2 separate regions of the Sus scrofa genome follow, and region 2 is linked to region 1. The links are chromatin contacts, called in public Hi-C maps. All regions are on one chromosome and are shown on one strand. The core of a region is the stretch at or near the end of the contact, and the rest is flanking DNA. Distances in the headings are between cores, read along the strand shown. Region 1 holds the start of HS2ST1 (heparan sulfate 2-O-sulfotransferase 1). Region 2 holds the start of SH3GLB1 (SH3 domain containing GRB2 like, endophilin B1).

Evidence for each region. A called contact is a pair of places that touch in the nucleus more often than the background predicts.
Region 2: a Hi-C map of skeletal muscle shows a contact between it and region 1, with 2.6 times the contacts expected there. A contact is called at or near these places in 5 of 47 Hi-C or Micro-C datasets (blood, embryonic fibroblasts, heart right ventricle and 1 more) and 1 of 2 datasets of targeted methods (alveolar macrophages).

Annotation. Positions count from the first base shown.
Region 1 is chr4:129,256,315-129,261,951 of Sscrofa11.1, forward strand. HS2ST1 (heparan sulfate 2-O-sulfotransferase 1) reads right to left here and starts at 2,058. Exons shown (of 7, transcript XM_001925492.6): 1 at 1,557-2,058. The coding sequence starts at 1,680. It overlaps SELENOF (selenoprotein F), which reads left to right and starts at 2,629. Exons shown (of 5, transcript NM_001085443.1): 1 at 2,629-2,714. The coding sequence starts at 2,640.
Region 2 is chr4:129,392,042-129,397,678 of Sscrofa11.1, forward strand. SH3GLB1 (SH3 domain containing GRB2 like, endophilin B1) reads right to left here and starts at 3,430. Exons shown (of 9, transcript NM_001168421.1): 1 at 3,359-3,430. The coding sequence starts at 3,430. It overlaps ODF2L (outer dense fiber protein 2-like), which reads left to right and starts at 4,010. Exons shown (of 14, transcript XR_002343752.1): 1 at 4,010-4,499.

The DNA of each region.
Region 1 (5,637 bases), core at 808-3,307:
AGGGTATTGGCCAACTTTCAATATTTAAAGTAATATTTTTCCATCATACAAGATACATATTAATAAAATCATAGTAAATAAACTTGATTTATTTTCACAACTGTACAGGTAAATTTTTCCCTGGAGTTGAGGAGTGGAATTAGAATGTAGCTCCTCTTCAAATTTAGTTGCACTTCAATTACCTGTATTTTATGCTCTTTGATACTTTGTTCTTTAAAATGTGTCCAAGGCTTTTTGCAAAGTTTACCAAAACTGCTCAGTTACTATGTGTACTATTCCAATTATTTTCTGATACATTTTTCCTAAGTACTAATTAATCATCACCCCCAGTAGCACCTATTTGTCACTTTTTAGTCTAAATTATAATGTTGCTGGTATTTCATCGTTTGCTTTTCACAAAGTATTTAAAACGATGCTGAGGTGAAAGTGTAGGCATAGAAATATTTCACATTACACTTCCACATTCAGCCTCTTGAAATGATTTTTAAGTGCCACGCGCATCTTTAAATCAAAATGTATTGCTGACATTCTTTTAACACGCCCTCCTCATCCGAGCTCTTTCCAAACGCCAAAGTTCCTACTGATCTCAGAGTACCCAGTTTCTGCGCCTTTTTCTGGTCCTTCACAGCCTCGCACTCCAACTTCTGCTTAGACCCCCCCACACACACTAAAACAAGCACTGTTAACTCCTCAGGTCCTTAACCATATGGTAAACTTTTTGCATACTCTCACTTTTCCTTTCATAAACTTAAATCTCACTATAGCAATCCCCCTTCGGCGTTCCCCCCTCTTCCAGATCCACAGCATCAACAAGCAACATACACGTACGTTCCTATTCTTTTTTTTTTTTTCTTTTAAAATGATTTTTATTTTCTCCATTATGGCTGGTACGTTCCTACTCTTAAGCTCAGAATATTCATCATTTTAGCGCCGCTAAAAAAGAATGTAAGCGTCTGGATGCCTCGTTTCCACCCCCCTCGTGGAAGCTTTTTCCTGCCCTACCTGGGCAGCCTACGTCCCCCGGCAGTTGTACGGTGCCTCGCTGCCCCCAGCACAGGAGTGCACCTCGCTGCAATTCACCGTCATTCCAGCACCTCCCTCCATTCCTGCGCATCCATCCTTCCGCGACCCTCCCGGCGCCCCAGAGGCTCCGTCTCCAGGGGCCCATACCTCAAATTAGAATCCCCTCGCCCGACACCGCCGGGGCTTTCCGCACGACGAAGCAAACACGCAAGCCTGAGCGGTTCCCTCGGCAGTGAGCAGCCGCTCCCCACGAGTTGGAGCTCCTCTGGCTCTCCCCGTGGAATGCCTGCTTCGGGGAAGCCCAGCCTTGCGACCTCTGCCCTGTGACCTCGCAAGCCCAGCGTGCCACCCAAGCTAAGTGCACACCATTCTGGGGCCGGTGCTCGCCCCAGACCCAGGTCTCTGCGCACCCTCTCAGCCCCCAGCCGTCGAGCCAGACCCCAGGCTAGACGAGCGCCCACTTGCCCGGGGCGCACGGCCTCCCGGGCCCGGCCCCTCCACACACCGCTCAGCCCGAGGGGCCGGCTCCTCACCTAGCTTCGACCGGGACTCCTCCAGCTTCTGGATCTGGTTCTCCAAGAAGAGCATCGCCACCGCGAAGGCCACCACCGCCAGCAGCTGCAACTTGGGCGGCATCATAATCCTGAGGAGCCCCATGAAACCCGCCGCTCGGGATCAAGACATACCGCGGGGGGCGGGGATCGGGGCCCCGAGGCGAGCGAGACGCCGGGAGGAGCCCACCGAGCCCGGAGAAAGGCAGGGAGAGCGCGACAGCCCAAGGAGCACCGCAGCGACCCCCCTGCTCGCCTCCCCGGTCCCCCGCCCCCAGGCGCCAGCACCGACGCCGCCGGTGCCCGCTTCCCTCCGCCGCCTCCACGGCCGCCCCCTGCAGAAGCCCGCGCAGCAAACGCAGCGCGAGGCGGCTGCCGGGCTCGAGCCTCTCTCTGCTGCCTCCGTCCCCGACCCCCGCGCCCGCCCGCCTGCTGCCCGCCTCCCTCGCTTCCTTCCTTCCCTCCCTCCCGGGCTCGCGGCCGCGCGCTCCTCCGCCAGCGCTGCGGCTGCGGCTGCGCCGCCTCGGCCCCGCCCCCTGCCCATCCCCCCCCGCCACCACGCGCACGCACCCACGTACGCTGCTCGGCAACCAGAGACCTCGCCCCCTACTCCACTTCGGTTGTGCTCATTGGACCGAAGAGCCCGCGTTCGCTCTCCTTTCGTGTTACGGTTGGTTTCTTTGCCGTACGTGTTAACCAAGGCCGCATGCTATTGGGTAAACTTGGAGAAGGAGGCGGGCCGAGACCGGAGGAGGCGGGGCTTCTTGGGGGCTTGACGAAACGTCGTGAAGGGAAGGAAGGAGCCCCGGGAAGCACGGATTTGGGGAGTTTAGGGAAATGCCTGAAGTGAGTTGTCGAAAGGAGCCCGCGACTTCAGGCTTCCGTCACATGTAAAGGCACGTGGTCCCCTTTAAGCTGGCATACGCTCTTCGCTCACGCGCGTCTATGCAGAATAAGAAACTTGAGGCCAACGGCCCTTGCAGCCTGTTTTGGATCAGGCTCTGGAGTGGACGCCCCTCGCACAAGGGTCCTCGGGCGGCCGGAGCCCCACGGGAGACGGCGGCGATGGCGGCTGAGCCGGGCGGGTGGCTCGGGCCGGCGCTGGGGCTGCGGCTGCTGCTGGCGACCGCGCTGCAGATGGTGAGTGGAGGTCGCCTCCGCGGCAGCCCCGGGGCGCACAGGGAGGGTCGCGCGGAGGAAGACGCAGCCTCCGGCCCGGCCTGGGAGCCGCACCTGGAAAGGGGGGAGGACCGGGCATCCTCAGCGACTGCGGCGGCCCGGATGCGACGTGGCTTGATTCCGGCTTTGATCCTTCCCGCCCCGGGTTTCCAGCGGCTCTTTCTCCTGACTTTAGACTGTCTTGCGCGCAATCTGTAAGACACACGGTGGAAGGGGGGAAAGAGCAGGAAAGTTTACAAAGGGGTGAGGATGGTTTTTAAACAGGCAAAAATGCAAGAAACTGTGATTCCTTGTGACAAGACTCCCAGGTCTTCGAGAAAGGTCTTTTTCTCAGTTGCTCTGGTTTCCGAGTCCCTGTTAGACGCCTTTTATCTCTGTTCTCTGGCATTCCGGAGCCGCCACTTCAGTGCCATTTGTGGTTAAACTCCATTGTTGCAATAAAAGGAGCTATGCTAACAAAAGCTTAATGTTTTTGAAATTGATTGTCTAAAATGATAGCCTTCATCGCCTTCAAAAATCGAAATGTTTAACCACGTTTTTTAAATTTTGTCTCTATTAACAGGACAGATGTGTTCTATTATCTTTAAATGGAGAAAGGCTAATTTTGACCTATTTTCCTTTCACTCACAAACATCTTCCTATTTGCTGATTCTTCCTTAGAAGTTTTTAGTACAGGTTTAACTATGTGAATAAGATGATTTTTAATAGTCACTGTGCTTAAGTGCCTATTAAACACTTTTTACAAGTGTCTTTTATCAGCCTAATTTTTCAGGTATTCTCTTTACTGAGCCTGCTGAAAAGTAGTCTCCTAGAGACCTGGTTTAATTAATTTACCCAAGGTGTCGAGGGGTTAGGCCGTAAACCAAAGGCTTACACAAACACCTGGACTTACTTTTCATCAAGGAGTTTGAAGATCCTGTTTCCTTTTGCAACCTCACCCAGGAGGTAGATTGATTTCTCCGCTGATGAGCTTTACAGTAATTCCATTATTCAGGTATATGAAGCCTTAGAAAGTACTGGAAAACTCCTCTCTAAAGTTTGTACTCAAAAAATTTTGTCAGTCTTAGGTAGTTTGCATTCACTACCACGAAAAAATTAAAAAAGAACATTTCAAGTTGCCTTTTTCTGATTTCCCTACCTCTTTGTTTCATAATCTGTGGCTCTGTAACCATCCCAAAACTTAGTGGCTTACAGTAACAGTCTGTCCTCGATATGTGGGTCTGCAGAGCAGTTCCCCGGTTGATTTACGCAGCCGTGCAGAGCCAGTAGGTCCGCTGAACTGAAGGATCCGAGAGGGCCTCATTCTTAGTGGTGCTGTCAGCAGGGGGGCCTGCTTCTCGTCCACATAACCTGTCATTCTCCAGTAGGTCACTTCATTTTAAATTCTTTCACTCTCTGAACCCAGTTAGTTTCATTAAGCCCTTAAAAATCTCCAAGGCAGCTCGTTTCATTTTACCTCCACAGGTAGTACCTAAATTCAGGGCCCCGTTTTTGCTTCCTGGAATTACCACCACAGCCCCTCTAACCGGTCTCCTTACCTCATTTTCTCCCATTTCCTAATTGTTGGGTTTGTGAGGGAGGAACATACAGGCCAAATCAGAAAAGCATAGAGACTTATGAGGGGTCGGAAGCGGAGGGACTGAGCCCCAGATGGCCTCAGCAGCGATGTAGAGTCCTGCTTACGAAGGGCTGGTGGTGGGAGAGGCGGGGCGGGTGCCAGGGGATGTGTCTCCTCTTCCTGTCTCCTGTCCAGAGACGTGTCACCGTGGCCCTGCCACGGACAGGGGTTGACCTAGGCGGGCAGGGGAGCCCTTGGTCAGTCGGGTCTCACAGGTGACCTTCCATGTGTCCTTGGCCGGGTTGCTGAACCCAGCCCGTCACATTCGCTGCCCCCCTAGGAACCTGTCACTGGCCCAGGCTCTGGAGCATCCAAGTCATCTTTCCAAAGCTCAGGACGAGCATTGTTAGAGCCCTCAGGGACGCTCTGTTGCCTTTACACGAAGCCTGGCCCCAGGGTGCCTTCACAGGGCCCCTCCCCTGACGGCTAGTGTTTGTCTATCCGGCTTAATTCGCAGCGTTTCCCTCCACTGGGGGAACGCGAAGGTAGATGAGGCGAATTGGGGCCACCTGTTTAGTACGTCTCCCGTACCGGGTTCTCTCCTGCCAGTTCGGGGTGTAGACACAATGCAGGGCTTCGCTTGGGTCCGTTGCCAGGCCGGCAAGTCGGCTTCGCCTTCTCCTGCTTGTTCTGTCGCCGCACCTCCTGCTGCGTTACAGATTGGCAGCTGCATGGTTTGTACCTTCTGCTCCTGCGGCTCCCAGGCCGAGGACAGTGTAGCCCGAGGGAGTCCAGGGAACATTTCTCTGTTATGTGTTTTTGTATGGTGCCTACTACATATTTGTTCACTTCAACCCCTCAGAGGTGTGAATGGCCTCCTAGTTTATTTGTGTTTGTTTCTTGCAGCAAAGTCTGCTCCTGCTGGGGCACAGCAGTGAAAGATCCGGCGTTGTCTCTGGTAGCACAGGTTCGATCCCCAGCCCGGTGCAGTGGGTTAAGGACTCGGCGTTGCAGCAGCTAGGGTGTAGGTGGCAGCCGTGACTCACATTCAGTCCCTGGCCCAGAAACTTCCATATACCAAGGGTGCAGCCAAAAAAAAAAAAAAAATCTTCTGGCTGGCTGTTGTTGAAGTAGAGCAGTGATGAACCCATCCAGTCCCACAAACACATAACAACTCTGAACATTGAGAGAGGTCCCAGCAGTTCACCTTCGTTGAACTGTTTTAACTTCCTTTCGGTCTGATCCTGTTTCTTTCTTCTGTAATGACTAGTGTGTTTAAAAAAAGAAGGCACCAAAATCTTGGAAAATGAAAAAGGATGTGTAGGG
Region 2 (5,637 bases), core at 2,180-4,679, 140 kb after region 1:
GACAAAAAGACCAAAAAAAAAAAAAAAAATTGATAGGAATTCAATATTTATACATGAGAAAAGACAAGACTGGAAGTATTTAATATGCAGGAATCTGGACCAAAAGGACAGGATTCTAAGAATAAATGTTTTTTAAGACTAATAAAATGATCAATTTCCCAAGGCAAATACTGGATCCTAGTATTCTATTGAGGGAGGTAAGAACAACAAAAACAGCCAAATGGATTGTTAGAGAATGAATATTACTATTCATTTATACATTTCACCTTAATATTCTTAAAAAAGTCCTGAGTTATAGAGACAAATTTTAGAAGAGTTGGAGTGGAGTGATGGGACCCATTTATATGCTCGAATAGTTCTATTTTACTTTTTTAAAACAGGGGACATGTTTAATTTTTAACTGAAATGAAAAAAATGTATGGCAATTGTCTAACCAAAGAATGGCTTATTCCTTAAGGTGTAATTTTATTTGAATAGAAATTATTATTCAGAAATATTAAAGCTGAATTCCATTCCTGCTGATCTTATTGCTTGTAATGAGGAACTGGCATAGCTCTTACACTATTCTTAGCATGAAACTTGGCACTTTTTGGCACAACACTTAGGTCAACTCAATTTAGAGCAGGAACTCTGTTACTGACTAAATAATGAAATGGGAATGCAGTATTTTGTTGAAAATTACCACATAGCATTCCAGATTTCACGTTCCATTTTGCAACCACCTCTTTTTCCTTACATATTTTATTTAAAAAACCATGGAAAATGTCACACATAATGTATAGTAGTATAATAAAACCTCATGAACCCATAACCAAGCGTCAGCAAGTATCAACCTTTTGCCAATACTGTTTCAATTATCCACATTTTTTCTTCTGAAATATTTTAAAGCAATTCTCAGACATGACATAGTTTGTACATAAATATTTCGCAATATATATTACAGACTTAATACAAAAAGACACATTAAAGGAGCCTGATCCTCCTGAAATTTTTCCCTTCTTAGTAAATGGCTCAAGCCACAACCTCAGAGTCATCCTTGACTCATCTTTCTCTCATAACCCAGAGCCAATATGACACTCAACACTGGACAGATTCTGAACCTCCTCTTATTTAAGTCACATCACCTTTTGCCTGACCTAGGGCCACAACTCCCTAACTGGTCTCTCTAGCACCCCTGCAACCTCAGATCCTGCATTTGTTACCTCTGCCTGAAATGCTTTTCCTCAAAGGAAACAAACAAACAAACAAAAAAACAAAAAAAGGGGAGAAGTGTCACTTCGTTGAGGTCTTTCTGAATTTGATCCTAACAGAAAAAACTGCCCTTTCCAATATGTTCATGTAACAGCAGCAACCACCACCCCTGTCCTAAACTAATCTTTTTTGGCTTTTTTCTCTAATGTACTTAGTTTGTCTTTTCCCGCTCGACTGTAAACTCCAGGAGGGCAGAAATTTTGGCGATTTTATTTATTGCTGTATCACTACTGGCCAAAACAGCAGTAACATGCGGATGTGGAGCAGACAGTGAAGTATTTAAGACTGAAAATTATTTGATAACTAACAGAAGATAGAATTTTCAAACTTTTTCCTAGAGAATTTGAAACAGTGAATAACTGAAATTAACGTGGGAAGCACATCTTGAGAGCTGTGCCAGATTTTTTACATGAAGTTGATCAACCACTTCAATCAAACCATAATACGTATGTCCTACTTAAGCAGTGGGGATTATGTACCCGAAAACATCCAGCTTTATTTCAAAGTGGCATTACCTAGTGTCAAATCTGCATTCAGCACCAGAATCACTGAGAATTTGCACTAAAATAAACAGCTAGTGTCTTGCTCTAATTCTTCCATTCTTCTACAAGTCAAGCATCGTGCAGCGTCAACTATGCCAAAAAAAGTGGGCTAAAGGCAACTAGGAAAGCAGTAAAGTTTCACAATGACTTACATTTCAGTACCAGCCGGGTATGTTACATTAGAAAACTATTTTTGTTTTCTGTTTACAAAAGAGAATGCTGTTGCTACTGTGACTGTGCCATTAACTTAAAACGCCAGATTGTTTACACCCCGTACTGTGAAATTCACACCTGCTCACAGATTTCCCCGCGGTGGCACAGTGTGGGTGGCGCCTGCAGAAAACTGTCCCGAGTTCCCAGGACTGACACTTCCTTAATTTCTGAATACGCGAGGTACTCAACTTTCCCCCTAAAGTGTTTTCGAAAAATGTCCCTGTGACTGGAGGCGCGACAAGAACCCCACCCCCTCTCTCGCTGCCCCACTGCCTGTGCTCCCCACTTTGAAAACCAGTGGGACCCCAGCCCGCGGCCTTGGCTGAGTCCGGACGCGGGCAGCCGGGCGCAGGACTGCGGGGCGCTGTGCTGGCAGCTGTCCCGACAGAGGGTTAGGAAAGCAAACTTCCTTCTCGGACCCGGCGAGGAGCGAGCCCGGAGGACAGGGCGGGGGTGCTGCAAGGACGGCCGTCTCCCGGCCCCTCGCGGACGCGCAAGGGCTCCGCCCGCCCGGGAGGGAGCGCACCCAGGCCCCGGCCTCGGCGTCGGAGAGGCAGGAGGAGAGGTGCCGCAGCCCGGGGCCGAGCTCGAGGTGTGCTCCGGCCCGTCCCCGCTCCTCCCGAGGAAGGGGGGCTCCGGCCCGTCCCCGCTCCTCCCGAGGAAGGGGGGCTCCGGCCCGTCCCCGCTCCTCCCGAGGAAGGGGGGCTCCGGCCCGTCCCCGCTCCTCCCGAGGAAGGGGGGCTCCGGCCCGTCCCCGCTCCTCCCGAGGAAGCGGGGCTCCGGCCCGTCCCCGCTCCTCCCGAGGAAGGGGGGCTCCGGCCCGGCCCCGCTCCTCCCGAGGAAGGGGGCTCCGGCCCGGCCCCGCTCCTCCCGAGGAAGGGGGGCTCCGGCCCGTCCCCGCTCCTCCCGAGGAAGGGGGGCTCCGGCCCGTCCCCGCTCCTCCCGAGGAAGCGGGGCTCCGGCCCGTCCCCGCTCCTCCCGAGGAAGGGGGGCTCCGGCCCGGCCCCGCTCCTCCCGAGGAAGGGGGGCTCCGGCCCGTCCCCGCTCCTCCCGAGGAAGCGGGGCTCCGGCCCGGCCCCGCTCCTCCCGAGGAAGGGGGGCTCCGGCCCGGCCCCGCTCCTCCCGAGGAAGGGAGGCTCCGGCCCGGCCCCGCTCCGCGGCGCCTGCCCGAGCGGCGGTTGGGCAGGAGGGCAGGAAAACGGCCGCCGGGCGCAGAGGGTACCAGGCCGCGCCCTCAGGGGCCGCGGCCGCAGCAGGCCCGCGGGCGGTCGGAAGCCGGCACCACGGGCGCGGCCGCCTCGGCGACCCCTCCCCGCCCCCCGGGCGCCGCCGCCCTCCCCCCCGCGCGGTACCTGCACTGCGCGGCTGAGGAAGGTGCCCGCGTCGGCCGCCAGCTTCTTCACGTTGAAGTCCATGATGTTCATCCTGGGGGCAGCCGGGCGCGGCGGCCGGCGGACCTACCGGGAGGCGGCGGCGCGGCGGCCGGGCTGGGGCGCGGGGTGCGCGCGGCGGGGGCGGACGTGGTCGGAGGGAGGCGGCGCCGGCCCCGCCGCAGCTGTCGTTTCCGTGGGGGGAGGGCGGGGCGGCGGCGAGAACCGGCGCCTCGGAGCCGGCCGCGCGCCCGAGCGGCGGCGGCCGGGACGCAGGGCCTGTCCCTTCAGGGGGAGCTGCCGCGAACGCCGGCGGGGCCGCGGTGGGCTTCCAGGAGAGCGGCCGGCGTCCGCGCCGCGAGGGGCCGGGTCCCCAACGGAGGAAGCGAGCGCGGGCCGCGGGGCGGGGCCTTTACGGGGGTTATCGCGGGAACAGCGACCCCTTCAGGGCCGCGGTCGCGGGGCCGCGGGGCGGGGCCTTTACAGGGGTTATCGCGGGAACAGCGACCCCTTCAGGTCTGCGGCCGCCGAGGTTATCGCGGGAACAGCGTCCCCTTCAGGACCGCGGCCGCCGAGCCGCGGGGCGCGCCGGGAGCTGGGCGCGTTCCCCTCAGGGAGGGTGGCGTTCGCGGCGAGAAGCGCGCCGCGGGGCCGCTGCGCCGCTGCACGTTTGCAGTTTGGTCTGAGCCTCCAGAACAGAGAGAACCCCAACCCCCCGTTTTGTTTTAGGAGAAAATGGGGACGTTGTAGCGTAGAATTACAGCACCTGTGAAATGAGTCTTGTAGGTCCCGCGCCCCGCTGGTGCCTGACGCCCGGATGGCGCTCGTGGACGTTTGCAGAACAGACTTGAAGTCAAGTCCCCGCGGCGCCCGCTGTTCATTCATTCGGCATTGCTGAGCATCTGCTGGGCACCAGGACTGCAACCCGTGCTGGGGACACCTACCGCCCAGGCCTGTCCCCGCCTCAGGACGCTCTCGGGGCGGCTCTTGACCTCCAGGGACCCCAGCCCCGCCCGCGGCAGCGCTCACCTGCTGGGCTGCAGGTCCGACCCTGGGCGCCTGCTGGTGCAGAACGCGGCGCCCGGGACCCGGAGAGCCAGGCTGGACGTGGCCGTGCACGGTGGTGAGCGACACCGAGGGACCCTTAGCCGCTGGGCGAGGCGGGCTTGATAACTAATGGGGTACGATGTCAACGTTAATAACGAATGGGAATACATGTGAATTTTCATAACTAAGGAGCCCGTGACGTGGAATTTGCGCAAAAGCCCGTAATTCCAAGTATCTTGTTAAGCAGCCTCAGGACACAGCTTATGCTTGATTGAAGTTCACATGGGTACAAGCACGGAGGGAGGGGAGACTAGAATTTCAAGTATAAGAAAAGGCTCCATGCATTTGTTGTGTTGCCCTTTTATTACTTTAGGGCTGGGAAAGTGACAGCAGGCCCGGTGGGCGGTGACATGAGCTCACATTCATGCTTCTGAGTTTTACTGAAACAGCAGCCATAGCAGCGGTGGCTGTTAAAGGCACAAAGATTAGAGCCTAAGCATATTATAAGGAATAGCAAATAACATACAAATATTTATGTTCTTTGTGGTGGTGACAGAAACAGCCTTTTTCCCCCCAAGGCAACTACAAAAGAATGAATCTTACTCCATGTGTATCTTAACTTATTTTTCCAGAAATATGGAGAAGGAAATATATAATCAGGATTCTTGGCTTTCATTTATTGTTCATTTTGTATTTTTATGTAGAAAACACTTTATCTCTTTCCAGATGTTTGTCTTCACAATAAGTATATTCACAAGTATATCATAATCCATGTCCATTTCTGCAAAAAGATCATGACACTGCATTCACCATTAGAGGAAAAAACTCTGGATCCTCTTCCTCAAACTTGTAGATCTGCTGACTTGAGGAAGAAATATCTTCACTTATTCCTGTTCAGCCCTAGTTTCTCTAGTTTCACTGACACGTTCCGGAGACCAGTGTATCCTCTCTGTTTCCTCACTGTTCTTACCGTCTTGGAATTTCCTGCCGAATGTGCCCTTGACTTCCGCTTCTACAACTGTGCCTAAACAGCATTCCCGAGGTTGCCAGTTATTTCCTGGTAAATCAAACAGCCTTTTCGGCAACTTCCGCAGTGACTCTCTCCAGCCCCTTTCCAACAACACGCCCCTCCAAGGCCTTGTCCTGTCTTGGTTTTCCCGCTGCCTCCTGGACTTGTGCAGCCTATTTGGCTGGGACCTCTGATGGCTTCACAG